Linked DNA regions of Drosophila melanogaster: all the other regions are linked to region 2. Evidence: chromatin contacts called from public Hi-C and targeted proximity ligation data. All regions are on one chromosome and are shown on one strand. The core of a region is the stretch at or near the end of the contact, and the rest is flanking DNA. Distances in the headings are between cores, read along the strand shown.

Region 1 (4,775 bases), core at 604-3,103, 650 kb after region 2:
GATCGTGTATTCTAGGGAAGGAACTATCGAACAAAGAGCTTAATAATTACATTTTTTTCGTTTCATATAATTTAAAAATTAAAAACATTTTATTTAGTTTAAAATTTGATTTATTTACATGACACTTAAATTCATTAACAAATGCATTCAATAACAATCTATTTGTGTTAATCAGTACTACATGCATGTGCAAAAGTCATACAAAATATGCTTTGTAAATTGGCAATCACAAGTTTCCTTCTTAACTTGCATTCTGGCTTATAAATTACGAAAAGTACACGGACCCGACCGATGCAGATATTTCAGTGTTGCTCCATTTTTAAATGTTAACCTTTTTTGAAACCTAACTACTGTAGTCGGTGCCGTTGAGCGAGTTTTTGAAATGCTGGACGACATAATCGTGATAATAGGCCATTATGCACAGAGGCTGACCAAGAATAATGGAAGCCCACACGATTATATTGCCCATTCGGGGACCCAGTTTCTTTTCAATGGATTTGGATATGGCCGATAGGGGAATCTGACCCATCATGCCCATAAATGCCCAGATCTTGTATATTTGCAAAGGAACTGAAACCTGAAAATATAAATTATATTATTGTACAAAATTTGAAATTCTAAATATCAACCCTCATACCAAATATTCATGGAAGACGGCACTGAAAAGAAAGACAATAGTAGAGGCCTGTCTTGAGGAATATCCCATTTGGACCACAGGGATGTAGAGATGACGCACGCACCACCTATGAACTGGCATGTTCCATGTACGCCAGAAGGTGTCAATGTTATTCGCATTCCACCAATCACAATAAAAATTGCGATCTGCAAAATTCAGCAGTTCGCCGACCGCATTAAGAAAAGAGTGGAACATTAGATAGAAAAAGCAGAGCCAGCAAAGATGATTGGGTAGCTAATTAAAGAAAAATTATTAAATAATACTCAAACGTTTTATAATTTTCACTCTACCAACCGCAAGTTTAAGAAGTCGCTCAGTGGCTAAGGCCACGTCCATATTGGAGAACGGAATCAGGGAGTTCCGAACCGATGGAATGATCCATTGTTGAAACAAGGCCATAACCACATTCACTCCAATCACCACCTCCAATAAACGCTTCAGCAAAAAGCGTTTGCGCACGCGAGAAGTTCGCGGGAAATTCAACTCATAGCAGAGAGTGGGCGCGCAAAGGAAGTACAGGAGATCCTTGTATGTGAGATTATCAGGATATTGCACCAGCTTGGAAACGTCCTCGTCTTCTTCACCTCCATTCAAAACTCCTTTTTCTGGATGAAAGATGAATTTTTAATATATGACATTCCGTTGAGAGATCTCAACATACTTAGTTCCGCCAAAGTTATGCTTGGTCGACGCTCCCGCGGATTCTTTTGATAATAAGTCTGACGGCACCACATATTCGTCTGCACATAGGACCATAGTTTTAGGAACAACACAGAGTAAAAGAAGCAAACTGTTGAAGCGCCCACTAAAGATTAACAGATAATTAAATATTTTAAAATACACCTAAACTAAGTTAATTTCTCACTCAAACTAAAAGCATGTCCTTTTAGGTGAATTGTTACCACCGGTAGGCAAACCAAGACAACAATGTTCACTATCTGGATGAACAAGCCCAAGCCCTCTGCAATTATTTCCTGGAAAAGAATTACAAATTTGTTTTAATTTTTAATTCATTCAGTTGGTTTTTGAAAAAAAAAAACAGGAATTGATATCATATCAAATGATACTAAATTAGTAAAGTTCAATATGCGATATTTCTGATATGAACATTTAAAATCTAAAACCATCGAATCCTAGTAACAGTAACTATAAACAATCGATATCGAAAACTCGCCCTGAGTTCCATCCCCAGATCGGCGAGCATTGTGTGCGAAAACGAATTGCGATTTCATTTCATGTTGCAAGAGTGTGGAGGAACAAGCCACGAGTGATATAAATTAAAGCAAATAGGACCATCGAAAAGAAAATATACTCAAAATGGAAGTGACAGAGGCAAATTTACAGCTGCTGGCCGGTTATTTGCAGCAGACGCTGAGCGCCGATCCCAATGTCCGCCGGCCGGGTGAGTGTGTGTGTGTAGGAATGCATGTGCACACACACAACTGCACATGCGTGCAGGGGTGCTGATGTGTATGTGCGCGGGAAATGGTTTTTGGCGACGCCAAAGAAAAATACGGTTTTTAAATCCATTTGAAGTTGTCTACAAGTTTTCCCTATGTCAAAGAATTTATACAGTCACGCTTTCTATTAATTGAATCGAGATTAGCTGATCTTGATATGACTGTTGCCAAGCCACCTTTCAAAACCATAGACCTAGTTTTAGGATTATTTAAGGCATACCAAGCCTATAGACTCCGCACCACCATAACCAAGCTTTTGAAAATATTGTATAAAAAACTTATTGCTTGAATTGAAAATATGTTTAGTCTAACGAGAAACACTGTAAGCTCCTATCGGTTCCTTATATATTTGTATTTGCAACATCCGATTTACATAAGTACAATAGTTCTAACAAACACACCATTTCCTTCTCTACTTTTATAGCCGAAAAACTTTTGGAGTCCACGGAACTACAGCAGAATTACCCGATCCTACTGCTCAATCTGATAGACAAAGCCCAAATGGACATGACTACGCGGGTGGCGGGAGCCATTGCCTTTAAGAACTATATTAAGCGGAATTGGGCAGCCCACCTTGACAGCGACGGACCGGATCGCATCCACGAAAGTGACAGGAATACAATTAAGACCTTGATCGTTACGCTAATGCTCCACTCACCGGTGGCATTGCAAAAACAACTAAGCGACGCGGTCAGCATCATAGGCAAATATGATTTTCCCAAAAAATGGCCGCAGCTTATCGACGAGATGGTGGAGAGATTTGCCTCTGGTGATTTCAATGTCATCAACGGCGTTTTGCAAACCGCACACTCGCTTTTCAAGCGCTATCGTTATGAGTTCAAGTCGCAGGCTTTGTGGGAGGAGATCAAATTTGTACTGGATCGTATGGCTAAACCTCTGACAGACCTGCTCCAGGCCACAATGCAGTTGACTAAGGTGCACGAGAACAATGCCGGCGCCCTGAAGGTCATCTACGGTTCATTGGTCCTTGTGAACAAGGTGTTTTTCTCGCTCAACTCCCAAGATTTGCCGGAGTTCTTTGAGGACAATATCAATACGTGGATGGGAGCGTTTATTCAGCAACTAGCTGCGGATGTGCCATCCCTGCGTACTGCAGATGATGAGGATGCGGGTGTTCTAGAGCATCTGCGTGCTCAAGTCTGCGAGAACATTTGCCTTTATGCAAAAAAGTACGACGAGGAGTTCAAGCCATTTATGGAGCAATTTGTGACTGCAGTTTGGGAGTTACTGGTCAAGACAAGTTTGCACACCAAGTACGATTCGGTAAGTAACAGAAACCATACGCTTTCTTAATAATTATTTTTATAATTTTTCCATTCTTATTTTGCGCACAGTTGGTCTCCCATGCTCTGCAGTTCCTCTCTGTGGTGGCTGACCGCCAGCATTATCAGAGCATTTTCGAGAACCCAGAGATTCTTGCTCAGATCTGCGATAAAGTTGTCATTCCCAATCTAGACATCCGGCCCTCAGATGAAGAAATTTTCGAGGACAGTCCGGAGGAGTACATTCGAAGGGATATTGAAGGCTCTGACATTGACACACGACGTCGGGCGGCATGTGATCTGGTGAAGACTCTATCAATCAACTTTGAACAAAAGATCTTTGGCATTTTTGGCCAGTATCTAGAGAGATTGTTGACCAAGTACAAGGAGAATCCGGCTACCAATTGGAGGTCAAAGGATACGGCAATTTATTTGGTTACTTCGTGGGCATCTCGAGGAGGAACTCAAAAGCATGGCATCACACAGACCTCGGAGTTGGTTCCACTTCCCGAATTTTGTGCCCAGCAAATTATTCCAGAACTGGAAAGACCCAACAGTAAGCCCAAATAACCATTTTCCCAATTCGATCATCTTATATCTGCATTCTTCCAATGCTCTTTGCAGTTAACGAGTTTCCTGTTCTTAAGGCTGCTGCAATTAAGTATGTAATGGTGTTCCGCAGCATTTTGGGTCCCCAAGTCTTAGCAAGCTGCCTGCCCCAGCTAATTCGACATCTCCCCGCCGAAAGCTCTGTTGTTCATAGCTATGCTGCTTGTTCAGTGGAGAAGATCCTTTCTATGCGGGATGCTAGCAACGCGATCGTTTTTGGTCCTCAGATTTTAGCACCTTACACAACTGAACTAATTAGTGGGTTATTTGCGACCCTTTCACTCCCAGGTTCCGGTGAAAATGAGTACGTAATGAAAGGTGAGTTTGGGGGACTATCTCATACGTTTCTAATATGTTAACAAAACTCTAATTATTATTATTAGCCATTATGCGAAGTTTTTCGGTCTTGCAATCGGCCGCCATGCCCTTTATGGGCGTCGCCCTTCCACGGCTTACCGAGATTCTCACCCAAGTGGCCAAGAATCCATCGCGTCCGCAGTTCAACCACTATCTTTTTGAAACGCTGGCTCTGTGTATAAAGTAAGTGTTATGCATTTTGGTGGTAAAGAGCAATAACAAATTTTCTTTTTCCCTAGAATTGTTTGTCACGCCGATTCCTCGGCTGTGAGCTCCTTTGAGGAGGCATTGTTCCCAGTTTTCCAGGGCATCTTACAGCAGGACATTGTCGAATTTATGCCCTACGTCTTCCAGATGCTTTCTGTGCTGTTGGAAATGCGCGAGGGCACT
Region 2 (4,618 bases), core at 178-2,677:
TGATCGGCACCATTCTACAGCAGATAATGGAGTCGATTATCACGACCATTAGCATCATTGTATTGAGTATGCACAGGGAGCCGGGATTGAATTCGGAGAGGATGTCTACCACAGGTCCGTCGATGTACATGAAGGAACTGCAGGTGGGTGGGAATTTGAATGTAATACTTGGCTAGTCATATGTCTCAATCAAACTATTAGGAGTTCGTCAACCGATCCTGGTCGCATCACATCGCCCTGTTCGATGACAAGCAGATGACGAAAAAGTGCGGACACGAGTTGGCCAAACGTTGCATTGAGCTCTTCCTGCACAATGTGTGCATTCTGCGACCTTTAAGCTCCTGCGGAAGGCAGCGTTTGAAGCAAGACTGTCAACACATGGAACAGGCGTTGAAACCTCTTTGCCCAAATCTCGCCGAGCTGGGAAAGCCGTCGCGTCTGCTAAGAGCCATGTCCTTGCTGATCGTCCAAACGGCCGAGGAGCTGGTCAAGCAGACAATCGGCGAGGACTCTCTAGTGCCCAGTTACATAGTGCTGTTGCTGCTCTTCGGACACGCTGGAGCAGATCTGCAGTCGCCACACACGACGGCCAACTGGTCCAATGAGCGGCTGATCGAATGGCTGGATGGGCACACGGCTGAACGGGAGAAACTAGAGCTGATCTCGGGGGCACTGCAACGGTATCGGGACAATGCCAGGCGAAAGAACATTCAGCAGTACGACGAAGTTTACCCCATGATGGTAGATTATTTTGAACAGGCCTTAAAGGCACTTCCATAAATGTCTAATGTATTATGTATCTAGAACTATGTATGTATGTATGTAAGAGCACGAATATGTTTGGAATAAACATATGCATGGCATCCTTCTATTAAATCATTGTACTCAGTTCCTTCCGCTAAATGAAGCTAATGAGTTTCTTAGAATAACTTATTGAGTGGAATAATGATAGCAGTGAGAACTTGAGGCTAGAGGCTTAAAATTGAAATTATGCGAGGTTGTGTCATATTGTCATTTGATTAAATTAATTTTGGTAGGCAGTTTTGGCTGGCGCTATATGAATAAATGGAATTCCATGGTTAATATAAATGATACTGGTACTTACTCAAAAGACACATTTTGGAAGATGTTTCGTATTAAAAGAATAATTCTTACTTATTCGTCATTAACATTAAGAGGATTTCAAATAAAAATATATCACTACATCGTTTGGAAATAGTTCCTCCGGAATATCGGTATTTATATATTTTTCACATTTATATCGATTTGAAATAGGCATTCAAAACAACGGTAGTAATAACTTTTTTAAACTATCGATGCGTATTCAGAATAACGGTACTAATAACTTGTTCTAACTATCGATGTGTATTCTGAATAACGGTAGTACAAATTTTTCCCAACGGTATATCGATATCCATCTGGGTTTTTACTGTCTCGAGATCTGGTCACTCCCCCGTGCTCACCATTTTGTTTGCAACGTGAAAAACTCTCATTTGAGAAACGCTGTCATCCAATTTAACTGCAACGAAAACTGTGTAAAGTAAACTATAGACGCTTGAAACCTCTGCAAATATAGTGCGTACCACTGGCCAAGAAGATGGACAACATAGAGCGACTGTACAAATGCTACGAGATTCTGTCCGAGGCGGGCGATAAAATATCCGAAGTATGCCGCCATTGCAAAACGTGCCGAAAAAAAAACGGTATATGATACATGGTCTAATATATATATGCATGTTTTTTTCGAATTGCAGCATGTGGATGAATATAAAGAGATACTCAAGGCCGTGAAGGGCACGTCGAAGGAGAAGCGCCTGGCATCGCAGTTCATTGGTAACTTCTTCAAACACTTTCCGGATTTGGCCGACACAGCCATAGACGCGCAGTTTGATTTGTGCGAGGATGACGACACACAGGTGAGTGGGTGCCATAAAGTTACCCAGCTGATACAATAGGCTCGGAATTTTTGGCCTGTATGCAGCTGATGTGTGTAAATAAATCGAAATCCCCTGTAATCCTGCTCCGTATCTTGACAGCTTAAGATATCCCACATATTCCACAAACTAAATATCTTTATCATCCTTGTAGATCCGCCGCCAGGCCATCAAAGATCTGCCGAAACTGTGCCAGGGAAACGCAGATGCTACCATCCGAGTGGGTGATACTCTGGCCCAGCTGTTAATCCTGGACGATCCCACAGAACTCCAGCAGGTCAACAACTCACTGCTGGCCATCATAAAATTGGACACCAAGAGCTCCATCGCCGGATTGTTTCAGCAAATCTCCACTGGGGATGAAACGACAAGGGAGCGCTGCCTCAAGTTCATTGCCACCAAGCTGCTGACCATGGGTCCCACAGTTATTACCAAGGAAATCGAGGACTATATCGTGGAGGAGATCAAAAAGGCTTTGCAGGATGTCACTGCCGATGAGTTTCATCTGTGCATGACAATTCTGGGAGCCACCAAACTGGGAAGCACCATCACGGGACACGCCGAGCTCGTCAAGCTGGCCACGGAGCAGGCGGAGCTAAATAACACAGACGCGGACATCATAGCCGTCGACGACGAGGTGGTGGAGCGATTCATTCAGTGCGCCTCTGCTGCGGCTCCTTACTTTTCGGTAAGTTTCCAATAGCTGCACATGAAATCGAACCCCTGGCGAGCATTTAAATCGAATCTCTTGCCATTCCTATAGAAAACCATCAAATCCACGGCCTTCGTGGCTCACGTTTGCGATAAACTGTTGCCCATCAAGACCTGGAACATGATCGCCACTGCAGTTTCGCAAGATCAAATCCAACTTAGATTACTAAAGGTATTCGCCGAGATGATAACCAACACAGACAAGCTGGACAATGCCAGCGAACGGATTAATGCAGTCTACAATGTATTGCTGGTAAGTGTACTTGGTACATTCGAAATTGAGCGAATAACATGTAAACAATTTCCAGGAATACATGCCTTTGCCAAAGCTGAGTGACGAGGATCTGGGAGATACACCGCCCTCGTTTCAGTTTTCGCACGCCGAGTGCTTACTGTACGCATTGCACACTCTTGGAAAAAATCATCCAAATAGTTTAAGTTTCGTCGAGGATGCAGAGAAACTAAAAGACTTTCGAGCTAGATTGCAATATCTTGCAAGGGGAACACAGGGGTAGGTTCTTGCAAAAATTTTATTCTGTTTACATAATTTATTTTATAATACTTGCCTTGTAGTTATATTAAGAAACTGGAGGAGTCGCTCAAAGGCAAGACGGGAGAGGAGCTCAAAACGGAGGAGAACCAACTGAAGCAGACGGCACTGAAGACGACATCAAACATCAACATTCTGATCCGGGATCTATTTCATTCACCGCCCATATTCAAACATGACATTGTGCTCTCCTGGATTGTGCCAAAAAATGTAAGCACACAAGTTATCTCTTACAGCTGATATATTTATAAACAATGCAATATTCTTGTGCGTTCAGAACAAGCTGGGCAAGCGTCATGCACCCATCACTTTTGGGGAGAAAGCCGCTGCTAACGGCAAGGATAAGGATCAGGAGCCAGAGAAGAAATCGCGGCCATCCAACGATCAGAAGTTTTACTCGCCGCCATCTGGAAAATACTCCAACAAGGTCAACCAGAGCTACGGAAACAACAATCGCACGAGACAACGTGGCGGCGGCGGCGGTGGCGGCAGCGGTGGAGGCTACAGAAACAGGCGATTCAACAAGTACTAAGTAAAGAATCAATCGTGAGGCAGAAGAGCAGCAAAGAACACTTCACTTGAATGGTTTGTCCCTAGTCCGTAGACATACAAAAAAAAAAAAAACAAAAACAAGATATTGGATGCGAGCAGAATAAACACAACTGTTGCGATGCTGCAGCCAAGCAATTTTAAAGGAAACAAAACGAAAGTGGTGAGTATTCCGTGCAATTTTCATTTAACTTTCTCCCCTTTGTCTCCTTTCAGCGCAACATATTTTCATGGAAATTAAATGCAACATTTTTACATCCATTTTACTCATACACTCACGCATTGCTTTTATTATTTTCGTTATAACATTTGTTTTCGCTAAAGTACTTGTGCAATTTTCCAAAACACGCCACGCCTTCTTTTCATACATTTCCCAAAAGAAAGGCGCTGGCATTGTTTGAAATTTATATCACTCCTGTTTTTACCTTCAATTCTGTCAAACGCATAAATATAAGATTATACCAATAACCAAGTGAACGAATATCAATATAAAACCTACTTTCAAGTTGACCGCTTTGAAGATAATGATTTTCAAGCGACAAACTGTTTGCGACAGATCGGCATTTGTTTTAAACCCATTAGTTTTTATTTGACATGTAATATCAAATTAACAATTGTACCATTTAGAGATGCAAATCAGCAAAAAAAAAACCCCTAGCATACATTTCTTGAATTCAATAAAAGCAACATTAAATTACATGCACTGTGTGATATACTTGTTTAATTTTGTTAACGACGGGCAACTAGAAAAATATATGAGGCATTATAATATATATATTTAATATTCATTGAAAATTCGATTGGAACAGCGGCAATTTGCACGGTCATTTATTTATTTCCATTGGATAAAAATGTATATGTATGTATGTATGTA
Region 3 (4,584 bases), core at 1,570-4,069, 970 kb before region 2:
ACGCATCACAAGAAAAGCTCTGAGGCCTTAGAAATCTATGGCAAACTTAAAGCAAAGGACGCCACTTTCCAGTTGGATAACTTGAAGGCGGTTCGACTGGCTGATCTTCTCTTGCAAGAGGAACGCGTGGATGCTGCTTTTAAGATACTGGAGGAGAACAAGAAGGAAGTTCCCGTAGCCGAGGCCGAAGGAAGCTATAATTACATGAGCACCGTGTGGAGAATTTTGAACTCACTAGCCGAGGCCGGTCAGCCGGAGAGGCTGCGCAAATTGTTCGACGTACTGGTGGGGGCCAATTATATTGTGCCCACCAATGTGCTGCTGGGTCCACTGATCAAGGTTCACCTGGTCAAGGATGATATTCCCAAGGCAATCGAAGCCTTCGAGGAGATTTGCCAGAAGTATAAGTCCACGCCTTGGAAGAACGAGCTGGCTTGCCGTCTAATACAGAAAGAAGATGCTGCCAATCTGCAAAAGTTAACAGACTTGAGCACTGGAATCCATGGTGAAGTAAACAGCCTTTACGATCTGGTCTTCTCCTTTGTGGAGTGCGGCCGTGTGCGGCAGGCCAGGAAGATCCTGGAAACCCCCGGACTGCGTACCCGTCCGCAAAGAATAAACAGTGCCTGTGATCGTTACAAGAATGAGGGACTACTGCAACCGCTGGAAGGTCTTATTGAAGCCACGAAGGACCTGGGACATATCGACAGGAATAAGATTTACTACACGCTCCTCTTGAGCTACGACAAGGCAGATGAGGCGGAGAAGGCTTTGGGACTGTGGACTAAAATGCAGGAGGAGAATGTGACACCAAACGATGCTTTCCTTTTGAAATTGGCAGAAATCCTGAGTAAGAAAAATATTGACGTGCCTTTTGTGGTGCCAGAGACCCAAAACGAACAAGCCAAGGCCAAAAAAAGCAAAGCGAAAGATGCAACGACAACAGAAGCAGCCACAGAAACAGCTAAAGTAGCAGAACAGCCCAAGGAGAAGGCTGCGAAAAAGGAGCCAGCTAAAACGGAAACAGCAAAGCCACCCAAAACCGCCTCCCATTTGTCCGGCTTCCGCAAGGCAATCCAGGCCAATGATCCAGATGCAGCCATCTCGCATAAACAAAGTGTTCTGAGTGGCGAGAAAATTGGAGCTTTGGACACCTCTCGACTGATCGAGCTCCTGGTTCGAGCTGATCGCTTAACGGAGGCCACCAAGTATGTCGAGGAGCTCCTGGGCGATAAACTGCACCCGCAGCCCAAGATCTTCAAGTTTTACCTGAACAAAATTGCCGCTGCAGGCGATCTGGAAACAATGCAGAGAATTGGCCAGCAGCTGAATGACGAGCAGAAGCGTCTGATTTCCTTTGACAATCGGTTTTGTCATGCCAATATAGTGGCCGGAAAGGCGGAGGAGTTCCTGAAGCACTTGACCACAGAAATCGATGCGGCCAAAACTCCCGAGGAGTCAACCAAGCTGGCTGAGAAGTTCCCACGCGGAGGAGCAGTTGGCATTTTGGAAAAACACCCGGAATTGGTGCCGCAATGTAGGTCCCAGAAATGCCTATTAAACAAGTGTTAAAACTATAAATTTTTCTGATAATTTTCAGATCAATCCCTCGCTGAGAAGTTTGCTGCTCACAATCAACTAGGACCCATGAATGTCCTGTGGATGCATTTGATTTCCACTGGCCAGGAGGCGGCTTCTAAGGAGATTTGGGATAAGCACCTGTCCAATGCCCCAAGGCTGATGTTCCAGCGCGTTTTGCAGACGGCTCGCGAGCAGCAGGACGAGAAGCTCGCCTCCACAGTCATTTCCCAGCTGAAGAACAGCAAAATCTCCGAGGGCGCGATCGGAAACGCGTACTCCTGCCTCATTGACATCCAGACTACCAAGGGCAACTCCGACAAGGCCATGGTTGTCTTGGCCAATGCCATTAAGGACGTATCCTTGGAAAACATCAACAGGACAGCTCTGCTGCGTCTGAAACAGGCGGTGGAGGAGAAATCCCAGAAGTTCCCCTACACGATCCCCGAGAAGCGGACGAAGGCCGACGACTCCAGCTCGTCCTCCTCTTCATCCTCCAGCGACGACGACGTGTCGCCATCGGTACCGGAAACTGTTCCACCCAAACCGGACAGCAAGGCCTAGAGGTTTCTGCAAAAGGTCCTTGTTTAGTGTAGGCCGTCGTGATTAAAGCTTATTTTTAAAGTATTTACTATGGATAAACAATTTGTAAACTAAAATAAATTTAGTTGTTTTGTTGCGAAAGTGCGCCAGTTATTTTTCTAGGGGATTCAACTGAGCGATAAAGGATCTTTTTTACTATTTTCAAGATGAAGCTATCATTTTTAATTTTCAATAAAATAATGGTTCAATTCATTCCCTTAAGACAGATCCTAAAATTAATTGGAAGCACGCATGATGTTGTAAAACACGATTGCCCGTTTTGGAGCCCAAAAATCGCTAAAAAAAAAAAGTTTCGTTTCAAATTTAATGTTCTTGTTCCATATCCTTGTTCCATTTTCGAGCTGATATTCGAAATTTCTGCAGTGCAATGAACCAAATATGTTATAACAAATATATTACACTGTTTTAGTCGTAAAAAAATCGTTGCCCTTAAATATTGAGGTTCGCTGTGCTATAAAATTTACGATAGTGCCATATTATAAAATTAATTTTAAAATATCATTTTTTCTAATGTGGAACTTGAATTTAAATTTTCAGTTCAATTTAAAAAACACATTTAGCATTTCTATAGCTGACTATCGAAACTACAATTTCGATACGATTTAGCAGTCAAACACATGTGTATATCGATACCGTCGCCACTGGTGTCCCATCTCTAATTCTATCGCCGCGTTGTGTTTTTTGCTGCCCAATAATTTTCATCGTTGTTTTCCCTGAAAATTTCTCGAAATAAACGCGCGATGGGGGAAAGCGATGCCGAGAGCGATTCGAGCAGCAATTCCAGCAGCAGCGACACTTCCAGTGGCAGCGACAGCGACGCCAGGAGCGAGTCCTCGTCCTCCGAAAGCAGCGGGCGCGAGGAAGAGGAAGCAAAGCAGGAGGAATCCGCCAAAGATGCCAAGAAAACTGACGATACGGATAGGGGGGAGAAGCGTGCCAAGGAGAGGGATGCTGGACAGGATGAGCAGCCCACTGAGCAGAAGAAAACTCCTGCGGCTGAGCCTCGTTCGGAGCGCCAGCACATTTCCCATTCTGCTGGCGTGGAAAAGCAGCAAGAAGAAGCAGTAGCAGCTGCGGAGGCGGAAAGCGAGAAATTAAATGAAGCGAAAAAAGTTGAAACACCTGTCCAGCGGAAAGAGGAAGCAGAAGCCTCAAGTGTGACGAAAGAGCTGAACAGCCCGAAGGCCCAAGAGGAAAACGCTGCACGGGAATTAGAAGAGCGGAGGAAGGATGAAGAGCAGCCAGTGACCACCAATGGAAGTAGCAAGGAATCGCCGGTGGAAGCAGCAGCTGAAACAGTGAAACCTCCCACTGCGGACCACATCGAAGAGGGCGAGATAACCGACGTAAGTCATCATGTTTGGGTAGAATTCGGTATTAAGCCGCTTTACTATTTCGTCATCAATGAAATTCAAATTATTTAATTAATGAAATTAATTCAACACAATCATTTATCAGCTAGTTTTTTCATCATCATGATATGATAAATTTTCATTTTTTAGAAAGACGAAGATGACCTACCGACTAAAGAGGAAAAGAAAGCTGTCGCATCTAAGAGTCCACCCAAAGAAACCCAACGAAAACAAAGCCGCAGCCCGGATGGCAAACGACGACGCCCACGCTCATCCAGCAGGAGTCCATCACCCAGCAGCCGTCGTCGTCGTCGCTCGAGAAGCAAAGGCAGCAGGACCCGGAGTCGCAGTAAAAGTCCAATCCGCCGCAGATCCAATTCTTTGGAGAGAAGACGCGTTGAGCGACAGAGACGTCATGAGGAGCGAGATAAACGCGATGAAGAGCGAGCCAAGGAGCGAGAAAAGCGCCATCAAAAGGGCGAACCAACCAGCAGCAGGCGTAGAGATGATTCGAGGGAAAAGAAGAGGTCGCCAGAACGCAAAAGAGATCGATCCTCCTCCACTCCGAAATCCAAATCCTCAAAGACCCCACGCCACACCGAAACCACCGAAACTAATGCAGACAATGAAACCGTAACCGAACCGGCAGCCAAAATAACTGAGCGCCAACGAAAGACCGTCGATGTGCTGACATCTCGGACTGGAGGAGCCTATATTCCGCCGGCGAAGCTGCGCATGATGCAGTCACAGATCACGGACAAATCATCCGCTGCCTATCAGAGAATTGCTTGGGAGGCTCTCAAGAAATCGATCCATGGTTACATAAACAAAGTGAATGTAACAAATATAGCCATCATCACCAGAGAGCTTCTAAGAGAGAATATCGTGAGGGGAAGGGGCTTACTAAGCAGGAGCATCATCCAAGCCCAGGCTGCTTCGCCCACATTCACCCATGTATACGCCGCTCTGGTGAGCATTATAAATTCAAAGTTTCCGAACATAGGAGAGCTCCTCCTCAAACGTCTGGTCATCCAATTTCGTAGGGCGTTCC

The links. Hi-C and Micro-C count contacts between places; a contact is called where the count stands out from the background.
Region 1: a targeted proximity ligation map of the Kc167 cell line shows a contact between it and region 2, with 7 times the contacts expected there. A contact is called at or near these places in 16 of 107 Hi-C or Micro-C datasets (the Clone 8 cell line, the D17-c3 cell line, the Kc167 cell line and 5 more) and 2 of 7 datasets of targeted methods (both in the Kc167 cell line).
Region 3: a contact with region 2 is called in a Hi-C map of the Kc167 cell line, with 2.4 times the contacts expected there. A contact is called at or near these places in 34 of 107 Hi-C or Micro-C datasets (the D17-c3 cell line, the Kc167 cell line, the ML-DmBG3-c2 cell line and 14 more) and 1 of 7 datasets of targeted methods (the Kc167 cell line).

The regions. Positions count from the first base shown.
Region 1 is chr2L:16,822,285-16,827,059 of dm6, reverse strand. Cse1 (Chromosome segregation 1) reads left to right here and starts at 1,853. Exons shown (of 7, transcript NM_078864.3): 1 at 1,853-2,078; 2 at 2,561-3,420; 3 at 3,492-3,975; 4 at 4,044-4,346; 5 at 4,412-4,568; 6 at 4,625-4,775. The coding sequence starts at 1,994. It overlaps mdy (midway), which reads right to left. Exons shown (of 10, transcript NM_165195.3): 6 at 1,542-1,650; 7 at 1,338-1,481; 8 at 971-1,281; 9 at 638-910; 10 at 96-577. The coding sequence ends at 344.
Region 2 is chr2L:17,474,697-17,479,314 of dm6, reverse strand. It overlaps cass (cassowary), which reads left to right and starts at 1,427. Exons shown (of 7, transcript NM_058106.5): 1 at 1,427-1,666; 2 at 1,755-1,916; 3 at 2,089-2,622; 4 at 2,698-2,898; 5 at 2,954-3,156; 6 at 3,219-3,405; 7 at 3,473-4,403. The coding sequence starts at 1,598. The coding sequence ends at 3,727. It overlaps fws (four way stop), which reads left to right. Exons shown (of 4, transcript NM_165221.3): 3 at 1-143; 4 at 202-873. The coding sequence ends at 780. It overlaps Sgt (small glutamine-rich tetratricopeptide containing protein), which reads right to left. Exons shown (of 2, transcript NM_001259129.2): 2 at 4,542-4,618.
Region 3 is chr2L:18,447,192-18,451,775 of dm6, reverse strand. ncm (nucampholin) reads left to right here and starts at 2,819. Exons shown (of 3, transcript NM_136033.3): 1 at 2,819-3,527; 2 at 3,684-4,584. The coding sequence starts at 2,922. bsf (bicoid stability factor) reads left to right here. Exons shown (of 5, transcript NM_078872.5): 4 at 1-1,537; 5 at 1,601-2,259. The coding sequence ends at 2,142.